Linked DNA regions of Mus musculus: all the other regions are linked to region 3. Evidence: chromatin contacts called from public Hi-C, HiChIP or PLAC-seq and promoter capture Hi-C data. All regions are on one chromosome and are shown on one strand. Each heading gives the region's core, a stretch centred on a gene start, on an enhancer-like site or on the middle of the called end of the contact. The rest is flanking DNA. Distances are from core to core; before and after follow the strand shown.

Region 1 (2,893 bases), core at 41-2,540, 790 kb before region 3:
AAGGCTGACAATATTACTGATACAATGGTGTGCTTACAGACAGGAGTCTAGTATGGCTGCCCTCAAAGAGGCCCAACAAGCAACTGACCGAGACAGATGCAGATACTTAACCCAACCAATGGTCTGAAGTTAGGGACCCCTGTGGTTGAATTAGGGAAAGACTGAAAGAAGTTGAGGAGGAGGGTGACCCTATAGGAAGACCAGCAGTCAACTAACCTGGACCCCTGGGAAATCTCAGACATTGAGCCACCAACCAGGCAGCATACTCCAGCTGATATGAGGCCCCTGGCACATATACATCAGAAAATTGCCTGGTCTGGCCCAGTGAGAGAAGATGTGCCTAACCATGGAGTGACTTGAAGCCCAAGGAATGGGGGAAGCCTGGTGGGGTGGGGTGAGGTGGGAGGTGGGGACATTCTCTTGGAGACTGGGGAGGAATGAGGAACTGTTGGAGGGTGGACGGAGTGGAGGAAAATGACTGGACTGTATTAAAAAAAAAAAAAAGAATAGTGGTGTATGTAGCTTGGGATAGAGAAGCCTTCATTTTGATTCCAAGGCTTATTAAAGAAAGCAGATATTCATATGGGGCGGGATATGCGTTGGTCAGTTTATTCTAATCGTTTATTTAAAACCATAAAATTGGCTCATAAATCTACCTTTTGACTTTTTGCATTAGATTAACAGATGCTACACCACAGTCTTGCAAATTCCTCCATATGCGTGTAAATGTCATTATAACGACCGACCGAGGACAGTTAGATGTAACCAGGGTTAGATTTGCATGATTAAACTCAAAGGTTTCTGCACCTGTGAGGCATTACTCACACCCTGGCGCTGGTGAAAAAATAGTAACAACTGTTAATACTCTCCAATAATTTTGACTTCTTTAACTCTCATTAATCCTGGTATGCATTTCAGGAAAATGCTATCATGCTGGTGGCACCATTTGACATTAAGCAATAAATAAAGGCACCAGAGGACACTTGCCCTTGTTGCAAAGATGCCAGCTCAGCCTGTTGGGCAGCCAGCCAGTCGGTCAACATTGATTGACTGTCTAATGAGAGAAGGTGCGGTGAGACAGAGACAAGGCTCAGGACTTGAGGGGCAGTCAGGACAGTGACGAAGGCAGGAGGAGTGTCTACAGAATTCCAGAGGGGTAGTGTGTGTTAACATGGGCAACTTGACGGATGGGCTACCTGAGGTTTACTGAGCAGCCAACCCTGGGTCAGCCCAGGTCAGAGGAGTTTTAAAGAGTGAGCTCCCTGGAGGCTACAGCAATCCTGCGAGGGGCGTGGCCTCAGTTTCCTAAGGAACTATAGTGAATGGTCAAGAGGGAGCAAAGCCGATTTCTAACTAACCCGCACCTAGTGCTTACGTGGAGGCTGGTGGGCGTGGAAAACTGGCGAGGTGGGAGATGAGAGGAGGCACGGGTTTTTTTCAGACCTTTCTTTCAAGCTTATCAAGGACATATACGGTTTCAAACTCAACGCTATGCATCTCTTGCTTTAAGATTTGGCCTGAGAAGATTACAAAAGAGTCACAAGTGTAGATTTGGCATCCGCACAAGCTCAACTCTGTCATATCCGTGGGATTTATGCCAGAGAGAGCAAATGAAGAGCTGAATACTTGTGTAATCTAGAAACTCCTCAAGAGTAGATGGCAGGGCACAGTCTGCTAACTCTGGTCAGTTAATTAAGGTGTTTCTCTTTAGTGGGCACTTAGTAGCTCTCATTCTTTTCCTCTATGTCCTGAAGAAAAAAAGAAAAAGAAAAAGAAAACCCACACAGTGTGAAGACCTGTCCTTCTCATTGTGAGGCTGTTGAGAATGCTCTTCCCTCTCTAGTGCCTCTTCGAGTCAACTTAACAGAGGTAAAAATTAATTGGCATTTGTGACTAAACAATGGCCATACCAACTTCTTCTGTATCTCCCTGAAGCTATTGAAAGGGTTGAAAATAGACATCCTTCATCAGTAAGTTAGTTGTTTGATTTTTGTCAAGTACTAAGAACGAGTTTGACTTCTCTCCTTCCCTCTTTTTAACTGAAGTGACTGAGTCACAATGATTTTACTGAAGTGGGTGTTGGGGCAGAATGACCATGTTCCCATCAAACTCTTCAGCCTCAAGAAGCCGGGTCAGGGCTCCCATGTGAGAAGTAGAAGCTAACCAAGCATGGGTGGAACGGAGCCCCATGAGCAGGCTGCAGGACCTCAATGTGCACCATATTTATTCTTTATCTTGAAATAGAGCATTTCTAAATGAATTCCTTCTAGGTTAGGAAAAATGGGTTTAACTTTTAACACAAAGAAACTACTCATTTATATAACGGAACACAAAGTACTGAGGGGTTAGAAAAGGTCATCTTGGCTCAGTCTTAGGGAGCCATTTCTATGGCAAGGTGTATGGATAGATGAATTTGCAGAGCACATAATACCCACAGGTGGTAGATGTATGGGCAGGGCCCCATGCTGCCCATCAGAGGTCATGTTTCTTGGCAAACATGTAAACTGTGTCTTAAGGACTCAGCTTCAGGTAGATGTTTAGGAATAAGGCAAATAGACAACAAGGCTAATATCTCATGTACCAATAAGTAGAGACCTAGAGATTCAGTGGATATTCAGCTACCACATGAAAAGGGATGGAAGAGTCTGGGAGGTACAGTGGTTGGAGTTGATTAGATGCTGAATATTTATTTTCTCTTATTCACGTTGAAGTCTTTCAACCCTAAATGGAGAAATACTCTCTTGTTCCACAAAGGCAAGAATGTTGGGGGCTGATCCAGAAGGAAAGGAAAGAAAGCCAATTGGGCTGAAAGGGGGATGGGTGGGTACTTTGTATAATACTCTAACCCCTAAACAAAGTGAACTTTGATCAGTCAAATTACAGTTCCAATAGA
Region 2 (2,964 bases), core at 78-2,577, 990 kb before region 3:
GCTCGAACAGCCAGTTGAGGGGAACAGTGAGAAGCCCTCACATCCTCCAGCTCCTAAACCAGGTATTGCTCCTCTATTTCGTGGTTCTCAACCTTCCTAATGCTGTGACCCCCTAAATACAGTTGTGGTGACCCCCAATTATAAAATTATTTTCCTTGCTACTTCATAGCTATAATTTTGCTACTGTTTTGAATCATAATGTAAATATCTGATATGCAGATGGTCTTATGCAACCCCTGTGAAACAGACCTTTGGCTCCCAAAGGGCTCATGACCCACAGGTTGAGAGCCTCTGTTCTATATGATAGGTGACAAATTAGTGTCTTTTTTTTGACTCCACACTCCTTTTAAAAGCTTTCAGAAATGGGAAAAAAATCCTGCAACCCTTTTTATTTAAAAAAAAAAAAAGACAAAGGCCTATTATTTCTCCATTTAATAAAACAATTTCTGCTACATGTTGAAGTCATTCAGAGTCAGTAGTAAAGCGTGTTTATTCTCAGCCCTGCTTCCTAGCCCCAGCCCTCAGGACTGTGCCCCCATGAACAGGAGTGACTGCTAATCACCATGCTCCAGCTCGCGCCTGCTTCGAAAACAGACGAGCCTAAGTCGGGTGAAGCAAATGGTCTGTTCTAGAAATTGTGAATGAGAATGAATAGTTGGTTCAATTTTATGGTTCATTTGAATGGAGGACAATTAAGCTCTGGGGATATAGCCACCATGTTTGGCTATTTGAACATTAGACATGATCTGGAGAAAGAAGCAGAAAAGCATGAACAAGCAAGAAGCGGGAGAGACCATGCAGAGAAAGAGGACCTGAACTCAGCAGCCAGCAAGAGCGGCTGCCTAGGCCGATATCTGTGGTTTAGTGCTGTCTCAAGAGCAGACACATTCTGGATGTATTCTTGCCTGTGGATCATAATGAGACAGTCTAAGGCTCTCCCCAATACATTGCTGGTTTCATGTAAATTATGTTGAAGAGTCTCTCATTCAAACAGCTTGGGCTTGGATGTTCAGGGGACCACTTTCTTGAATTATTTGCTCTAAGCATTTCTGTCTTTGGCTGGGCATAGGAAACATTCTATTCCAGCCGGTGGCTCAGCCGCACAAACGCTTGGCTGAATACATCTTCAGGTATCCAATTCCCTGGGTGTATCTCGGCTCAGTTGTACTGTCAAGGCAGCACTTCTCAGCGGTGCCTAGCTTCACCTTTCTTTTCAGTCCGCAGCTCGCTGAGAGCCACATCCAGCCTGGCCCTTGGGTGCTCTGTCCTCACTGACCCCCACGGCTCCGCTGCTTTGTGCTGCGCATGCCCGCCCCTTTCTCTTCCGCACTCATGCTGTTGCTCATTGTTTGCTAATGACTAGTTGGCAGGCAAAGGGAAGTGGCAGTCGGCCTGGCTCGCAGACTGGAAAGGAGCGTGTTTTTCTGAGAATGAAAACATTATTTGCTAAGAAGCACGTTCCAGCACTGACTCTTTCACTTTCAAAGTCCTGCTGGGCTCCTTCTGTCTCCAAGTGTCTGCACTGTCCCTTGTCACTTCCTCCCACCTCCTTCCCAGATGGAGACTGGCAGGGCCATCATATCTGGAGCCGGGGCTCCTGCATGACAGGTGTAGGCTCTAGGGGAGAAGCTAATAGGCTCTCTAGGAAGTGAAATGAAGACCAAAATAATGGGCTCTCCTTGCCAACCTTTGACACGTCTTGGGTTTTTCTAGAAGAAGCCAATAATTTGTGAGAAGATACAAGGTTCTCCGGTAGCCAGAAGTAAGTGTCCTAAGCCTGCACGATGAGCTTGCCTCACAGACTTGCTATTTGTTCCAGAGGAGGGCAGACTCTGACACCATTTCTCTGTATCTTCCTACACTCTATCTTGTTCCTCTGGAGGGCATAAGTCATAAGAGCAGGCCTTCTAGAAGCAGCCCTGACGGAGGTCAGGCTGTCCCTGACACCTTGCAGGAGGTAATGACGAAAATGTTGTCAATAATGTTAATCATTCATTTTCCCATTTTTAATCACACTCTACCAAGCCAGTTTTTAAAAATCTGCTTAAAAAAAAAAAGTCAGGCCTTTGGAATTGTGAGGCTCTCTAAGTGCTTCTCTGTCAGAGTAGGGGGCTGCCCCCCTGACTCCTCGTTCCCCCTTTAAACCACACAAAAGCCCTAAGAAAGCAAATGACTTTAAATATCCACACTGTTTTCTATGCATCCATAGCAACACAACAACAAGGAGTTCACCTGTTGAAGACAGTCAAAAGACATATTGGTAAATGCAAGCCAGGTACTGTCACAGAACATGGGTCAGTGGTGAGAGTCTAAATGGCTTTCGGTGACTATATTTTTTAGGCTTCTCGCCCCAGGATGAAGTGACAAGAAAAAAAAAAAAGCAACAAGGGCCTCTTGCTCACGAGGAGCAGTGGGTAATATATTTGTTTGTATTATGGGATTGCAGTTTTACTAGAAGGAACACTTGACATTTTGATGAGTGCCTCAAGGGATAAAAGGTACTAACTTCAGAACTTAGTTTTAATTATACTAAGGAGATTACATTATTCAAAAGCATCCCACTGGTAAGGTGCAACATTTCCTGAAACAGTTTAGTGGAAAATGCCACATTAATCAGTCCAATATTTCACTCAGAGGGCTTAATGATGGGAGAAGTTTAAAGTACTATAGCATTTGATAATGTAGAAGGGGGAAAAAAACCCTGAGTGTTCACTTGAGGAAAGGCTGGAATAGTTGTTAGTCCCTCTTGTGCCTTTCTCCATTAAAAGCTGCCTAGCCGTGTTAGGAGTTCAGGAGGGATCAACCCATGAAGCTGATCAAAAACAGGAAGACCCTGCAAAGCAGCAAACACATGCCTGGAGAAGACAGTGCTATGTGTGCGAGGTGCAACCGTCTGTCCAGCTGTACTGACCCACCCAGGCAGACCATGCCCTCTCCCTTCATTGGTCCAGCCTAGTGACATGC
Region 3 (2,872 bases), core at 291-2,790:
TTCCACACGATAGAACATTAGCAACAAGGTAAAAATTTTGATGCACATAAAGATGAACTTCAAAATAATGATCCTAAATACAGGACCCAGAAAGAAATCTATAAAGACATATATACAAATATTCACGTTTAAAACCTGTAGGAAACGAAGACCAATTTGTAGCATCAGAAACCCAGATCAGTGGATATCTGGGTACAGGCAGCAGAGGCAGCATATTTAAATGCTCAGTGGGCAAAAAAGTTCAAGGTAGTAAGTTTTAGAAAAGGGTTAAGTGGGTACTAGAGAGATGGCTCAGAGGTTAAGAGCACTTGCTGCTCTTATAGAAGACCCAGGTTCAAATCCCAGCACTCACATGGTGGCTAAACAACCATCAACTCCAGTTCCAACAGCTTTGACACCAGATACACAACTACACACCTGCAGGCAATACACACACAATTAATAAATCTTTTTTAAAGATAAGAAAAACATTTTTATAAATGTTTAACATAGTTAATATTGTGAGAAATTAATGAAACACAGTTGTTGGACCAGTCTTCAACCGTCCCAGTAGCGACAGACACTACTATTATCTCTTTCATGTAAGACCACCTAAGTGAGAAAAATGGACTTGTGCCTAAGCTGCCTCAGTCAGCGCTTAAACTCTGACCCAACTTCTTTCTCTGCGACTTTCTATACTGGAGCAATAGAGAAAAGTAAAAGACATTGTGTGGCCTGCTGCAAGGGGGACGGGGGAGGAGGGGGGCGGGGAGGTGGGGACAGAGAGAGTCAGAGACACACAGTCACAAACACACACACATACAAGGAACGCCCCCCCCCCCCCCCGGGGGGACGGGTCTAGGTGTAGCCCTGGCTGTCCTTGAACTCACTCTATAGACCAGGCCGACCTCGAACTCAGAGATCTATCCGCCTCTGCCTTCGGAGTGCTGGGATTAAAGCCTGGCTATAAAAGAACACCTCTTAACTAAACCGTTCCAGTTCTTGAAAACAGTTTTAGTTAGACACACATTTCTGAAATCGACCTGGACATTAGAACGGATCAGTGTATTCGGAAAGTTCTGGGTTGACAAGGACGGCGACAGACAGGGAGAGCGCGCCAGACACTGCGACACCAAGAACCGCAAACTCTGCGGACAACCCGGATCTGAAGACCAAGGCAAGGCACTGGCGCAAGGCCTTTCCCGATGCTCCCCAGAACCTCTGGCAGGACCGGGTCCAAACTTCGTCGCCCAAGGCAACCGCCAAGTCCTGGGACCCGGGACAGGGACCAGGGCACCCGAGGCCCGGCCCCCAAGTACGGCGGCCGCCACCCGCCCGGGACGCGCATCCATCGACCGGTATCCTCTCCTCGCTCTCACCTCTCCAGTTCTTGTACTCGGCGACGTAGTAGTATTTGTTCCCCAGATGGTCCGTGCCCACGTGCTCCCTCACCTCCCTGGACAAGGCGCTCCAAACAGAGCGCCACACACCGGACCACCAGCTCATGCCTGCGCCGAACTCAAGGTCTGAGGCTTCAACCCGCCACCGGAGGACACGCCCACGCTAAGCTCCGCCCACTGCCCGGCGTTTTCCGAGCCCCCCAGTAACGCCGCTCTCCGTTGGTCAGGCCACATCGCTGATTGGCCAATGAGAGCCCGTGTTGTTGCATCCCCCAGTTCCCCGGTCTGTCATGGCAGCGCCCAGGCCTCCAGCCGGTGTGTGGACCCGAGATGTTGAGCTTTTTGTCCGCTCGACAGTCGGGTTTGGAGGACCCTCTTCGCTTGCGTAGAGCGCAGTCCACACGGAGGTGAGTCACGCGCGTGTCTTTTCCTCTTCCGGTGCCAAGGGAGAGTCTGGAGCAGGGAGATCGGGTCGCAGGACCGACTGGGCTGAAGATGAAGTCGGCAGGAGCCGGAGGAGGAAGACCCACGTGTGCGTGTAGGGGAGAGTGTGAAGGAAAAACCCAGGTCACAGTAATTGTAGCTTGCTGTGTACATGAAGGATGTAGTTGGAAGTAACCAGGGAGCCGAGTTAGATAACTGTCACTCCAGGAGAGACCTGATGGCAGGCTCTCCAATGGCAGGACTGTGAACATCCTCACGGCCAGCTCACCCCACGGCCTTCCACTGGACCCTCACTGCCAACATGACTGCTTCTTATTTCTTTGGTGCGCTTTGGTTCTGTTGACCAATGCCTTTATTTTTGTAGAATTTCATGTGGGTTTATCTCTGAGGCACAGACGAACCTGCATGCTTTGACTGTGTTTGTAAACCGAGTAACAGGTGTACAGAAATCAATCGTACGGATTTCGAAAAGAAGGCATGTAAATAAGTCCCCAACCACGTGCTATTTATATAGTGGCTTGTAGATGAAATAGCTTTGGAGCTTTGAGCTTTATGGTGTTTCTTAGTAACTGAAATTTGAACAATGTTGACGGGGTCTAGTATTTAGTTAAATTACACTGAAATTATATATATATATTCACGCTTCAGTGAAGATTATTGTTTTGTTAAAGTAATGAGGTTATTCTTTAATTCTCATTTATTTTTGTAACTGAACTGGAAAGTCCTAATTTATTCAGAGAAGATGTCCTTCCCTGTCATCTGCTAGTGACAAAAGCATAGTAAACATTACATTTGGCGCTCTCAGGCAACATCTTTTAAAGGATGTTTACAACCTGGAGCTGTAATTCACATAAACTGGATATTGAACACGCTGAACATTGGTGACACAAGCCTGTGACCCCAGGTTCCTAGAAGCAGATGGAGGAAGATTTCTGGCCCAGCCTGGGCTACCGAAGCAAGTTCCAGGTCAAACTGAGCTGCATAATGACATATGCCACTCCACCGCACCCCTACAGAAAGAAAAATGAAATTTTCATGGTTGCGTAAAA
Region 4 (2,881 bases), core at 98-2,597, 920 kb before region 3:
GTAGCTAGGAGGAGGGAGGGCCTCAAAGCCCACTCCCCAAAGTGATACATTTTCTCCACCAAGGTCATACCTACTCCATGAAAGCCATACACTTGGGCAAACATATTCAAACCACCAGAGGATTCTAATACAAGTCTGTTTGATGTTATAACTTGTACGTCAGCCTAGATACCCAGACTCACTTATGCGGTGGGTATGTGACTTATAGCGATATAATGATCCATCCTAAGATGCAGTTTTACTATTGAATGACTATGATGGTTTGCTATCTTACATCTTACTTATAGAGAGGAGTATGTCAAGAGTGGCACTGAGAACAGCGGTGACAAAAACAAAAACAAATATGATAGCAAACTTCATTTAAATGTCACCATCCAGAGGAAGAATCATGCCCCTGTTTGGAGTGGGGAAGGAGACTACCTCATGCATTTTTGAAAGAATGTTCGTTTTTATTTACCTTTGCTTTTGTTGTGCTGGGGATTGAGGCCAGGAGCTTCCTCTGGTTAGTTTATATTATACAGTCTGTTCAGAGAGGATGCTGCGTGCTGACACTTTATATACATTAGCTGTGGTTTTAGATATGGTTTCCCTAACAGCTGAGCATGGCCTGAGGCAAGGAATTTGGTTATGGTTTAGGATGTGGAAGCGTAGGGCAGCAAACGTCAAGGCATGGTACATGTGGATCGATAAGACGACACTGTCCTGGAGATGCTCCTGCCCTGCTCTTCATGATGAGCTAGGCTCTCTACTCAGCCTGTGTGCCTTAAGACCCTGCGCAGCTCTTCTAGAAAGCCTGGGTGGAGAAGCCATGCCTCATGCTAACTAACTGAAGAACAGAAAATGCCCAGATCTAGTCTGTGTAGAGTGCTTTGGAAACAGGCACTCATGGTCCATTCTTTCCTGGGGGAGGGCACATTCCTACATTGGCTAGATGGTAAACAAACGATTTAATCGTATAAGGATACTAATAGCAGGCCTCCTGGTGAACTGAATGTTTTTTTGCTAGCAGGAGAGTCCTTATCCGTGGAATGCTTTTAGCAGAGTGTACTTTGGTGTCTAGGATTTCTTAGGTAAACAACGTTGGAGTCCTCTGGTTTATGAGACACAGCCCTCTGGAAAATGTCCTGTAAATTATGTAAATATCTGAGTATAAAGTGGAGATCTTTCAGATGTTCCCTGAACTCTGGCTACTTCTGGACAAGTAGATGGCCACATACCATTCTTGAGAAAGCTCGTGTATTTTCTTATGCCAGAACCCTTCTGATGCAGGAGTAAAGAAGTCCCGAGAGGCACCCCTGGCACTTCTCAAACTCCTGTATCCATGTTTCCTTGTTATTTGCGTCATCTAAGTTATAGCAGAGCTTGGATCAGGCATGCCGTCTCCAGTGGATGCGCCTCACTTGGCCATCTGGCCTCTGTAGTGCCTTTTGCTATCTTGATTTATAGTCATTTCCTTATCGATAACACTTTAATTATCTAGCATTTCATAACTTGAAGTACTATTGCGAAGCACAACCCTGACCACATCATTGTCTGTGTTTTGTCGTTTCTTTTGAGTGATTCCAAAGAGGACTGGTCTTTTCTGAACTGCTTTCATAGCCACTAGAGGGAAGCCTCTGAAAGTTTTTGCCTAGTGCTCTCTCTCTTATGCTCGCTACTACAGGAAGAGAGGAATCTAGGGGAGAGGGGAGGAAAGAGAGGAAGAAGTGGAAGCAGAAGGGAAGTCATTGTCATTGCTGTCACTAGGTCCTCTGTAAGCCCAGCCTTTCCACCACTCTCTGGGACCATCATTCTGTTTCATCACCCTTCTATTCTCAGTTCTTAGAGACCTGGTTCCTGCTCCAAACCCTTTGCTTCTTGGATTTCCTTGCTCTTTTGACAATAATTAACTCCTGCCTCAGGTACTGAGGACACCCAGCGTGCTGTTTCGCCAGAGAGCCACATTCGGCATTATGAGCTGACTTTGTAGTGTGCACAGGATGCTTAGCCCAGGATTCATGAGTAATCATGTAGAGCTCAAGATGGGTAAATAAGGCGTGGCCAAGCAAGCATTGATAGAGGCTGCTATACAAGGATACATAACATGCCTTAGGAGCCCACAGGCAGGAGAATTAATCACAGCATGAAGATTCAGATAGGTAGTCATATTGAGAGCTTCCCAGCCTAGCCTGAAGCGACTAAAGAGGTGGCCTATGCTGGTAATACCTCTGAATAAGTAGTCTATAGTCACTCTATCATCTGCTCCCTTGGAAGACACCAGATTAAAGTAAGTTGCAGTGGCTCTGAGTTGCTAAAAGCTTGGGCAGAGTTTCTCTGTTCTGGTGCTTTGAATGAGACTGCCCCAATAGCCTCATATATTTGAATATTTGATCTCCCTTTGGTGGAACTGTTCGGGAAGGATCAGGAGGTGTAATCTTGTTGAAGGAGATCTGTCAACAGAAACAGGATTTGAGTTTCAAAACCCTGGGCTACTCCTTGTGTCTCTCTGTCTAATGCTTGTGGAACAAGGTGTGAAAGCTTAGCCACTGCTCCAGTGCCATGCTTGCTGGCTTAATGTCATATTCCTCACCATGATGGTCATGGATATTTCAACCCTCTAAAACTCTAAGCTCCAATAAACTCTTTCTTCTATAAGTTGCCTTGCTCATGGTGTCTCCATAACAATAGGGAAGTTACTAAGACATCTAATAATGTCCTTTCTCTAGACTTTACTAAGGACGCTAGCTGGTCTCTCTGGCCACATTCTTCTGTATAGGAGGAGTATCCTTTGCTTCAGTAGACCCTAGCCCAGGGATGAATTTGGATGGGTTCTCACCTTTGCTCAGATGATTACAAAATCAAAGGGTAGAATGTGACACTCCTCACCTTGCACCCATTGCCT

What was found. Promoter capture Hi-C pulls out the DNA fragments that hold promoters and counts their contacts. Hi-C and Micro-C count contacts between places; a contact is called where the count stands out from the background. HiChIP or PLAC-seq counts read pairs in DNA pulled down with a chosen protein or histone mark.
Region 1: a contact with region 3 is called in a promoter capture Hi-C map of 3T3-L1-derived adipocytes, with 5 times the contacts expected there. The contact joins the enhancer-like site here to the promoter of Ndufaf2 in region 3. A contact is called at or near these places in 8 of 39 promoter capture datasets (the 3T3-L1 cell line, 3T3-L1-derived adipocytes, cranial neural crest and 4 more), 8 of 115 datasets of contacts at active chromatin or transcription factors (astrocytes, bone marrow-derived macrophages, craniofacial prominence and 4 more) and 1 of 9 other capture datasets (adipose tissue).
Region 2: a contact with region 3 is called in an H3K4me3 HiChIP or PLAC-seq map of forebrain, with 6 times the contacts expected there. The contact joins the enhancer-like site here to the promoter of Ndufaf2 in region 3. A contact is called at or near these places in 6 of 39 promoter capture datasets (the 3T3-L1 cell line, cranial neural crest, maxillary cranial neural crest and 2 more), 8 of 484 Hi-C or Micro-C datasets (the C2C12 cell line, cardiomyocytes, cerebellar granule neurons and 4 more), 10 of 115 datasets of contacts at active chromatin or transcription factors (astrocytes, embryonic basal ganglia, embryonic forebrain and 7 more) and 2 of 9 other capture datasets (adipose tissue and embryonic stem cells).
Region 4: a Hi-C map of uterus shows a contact between it and region 3, with 2.7 times the contacts expected there. The contact joins the enhancer-like site here to the promoter of Ndufaf2 in region 3. A contact is called at or near these places in 4 of 39 promoter capture datasets (cranial neural crest, hippocampal neurons and liver), 9 of 484 Hi-C or Micro-C datasets (cerebral cortex, cortical neurons, forebrain and 4 more) and 5 of 115 datasets of contacts at active chromatin or transcription factors (astrocytes, embryonic limb bud, embryonic midbrain and 2 more).

What each region holds. Positions count from the first base shown.
Region 1 is chr13:107,370,786-107,373,678 of GRCm38.p6, forward strand. No RefSeq gene overlaps it. Among named protein-coding and RNA genes, the nearest start is that of AI197445, 98 kb to the right of the region's middle. Within about 2 kb of position 1,291, at least 6 of the 459 cell types and tissues checked have an H3K27ac peak or open chromatin away from gene starts, as enhancers often do. A contact at or near this core is called in 3T3-L1-derived adipocytes, where this site is marked.
Region 2 is chr13:107,167,499-107,170,462 of GRCm38.p6, forward strand. No RefSeq gene overlaps it. Among named protein-coding and RNA genes, the nearest start is that of Gm31715, 42 kb to the right of the region's middle. Within about 2 kb of position 1,328, at least 135 of the 459 cell types and tissues checked have an H3K27ac peak or open chromatin away from gene starts, as enhancers often do. A contact at or near this core is called in astrocytes, cerebellum, cerebral cortex and 7 more, where this site is marked.
Region 3 is chr13:108,157,085-108,159,956 of GRCm38.p6, forward strand. Ndufaf2 (NADH:ubiquinone oxidoreductase complex assembly factor 2) reads right to left here and starts at 1,541. Exons shown (of 4, transcript NM_001127346.1): 1 at 1,359-1,541. The coding sequence starts at 1,485. It overlaps Ercc8 (excision repaiross-complementing rodent repair deficiency, complementation group 8), which reads left to right and starts at 1,654. Exons shown (of 12, transcript NM_028042.4): 1 at 1,654-1,786. The coding sequence starts at 1,710.
Region 4 is chr13:107,237,579-107,240,459 of GRCm38.p6, forward strand. No RefSeq gene overlaps it. Among named protein-coding and RNA genes, the nearest start is that of Gm31715, 28 kb to the left of the region's middle. Within about 2 kb of position 1,348, at least 11 of the 459 cell types and tissues checked have an H3K27ac peak or open chromatin away from gene starts, as enhancers often do. A contact at or near this core is called in uterus, where this site is marked.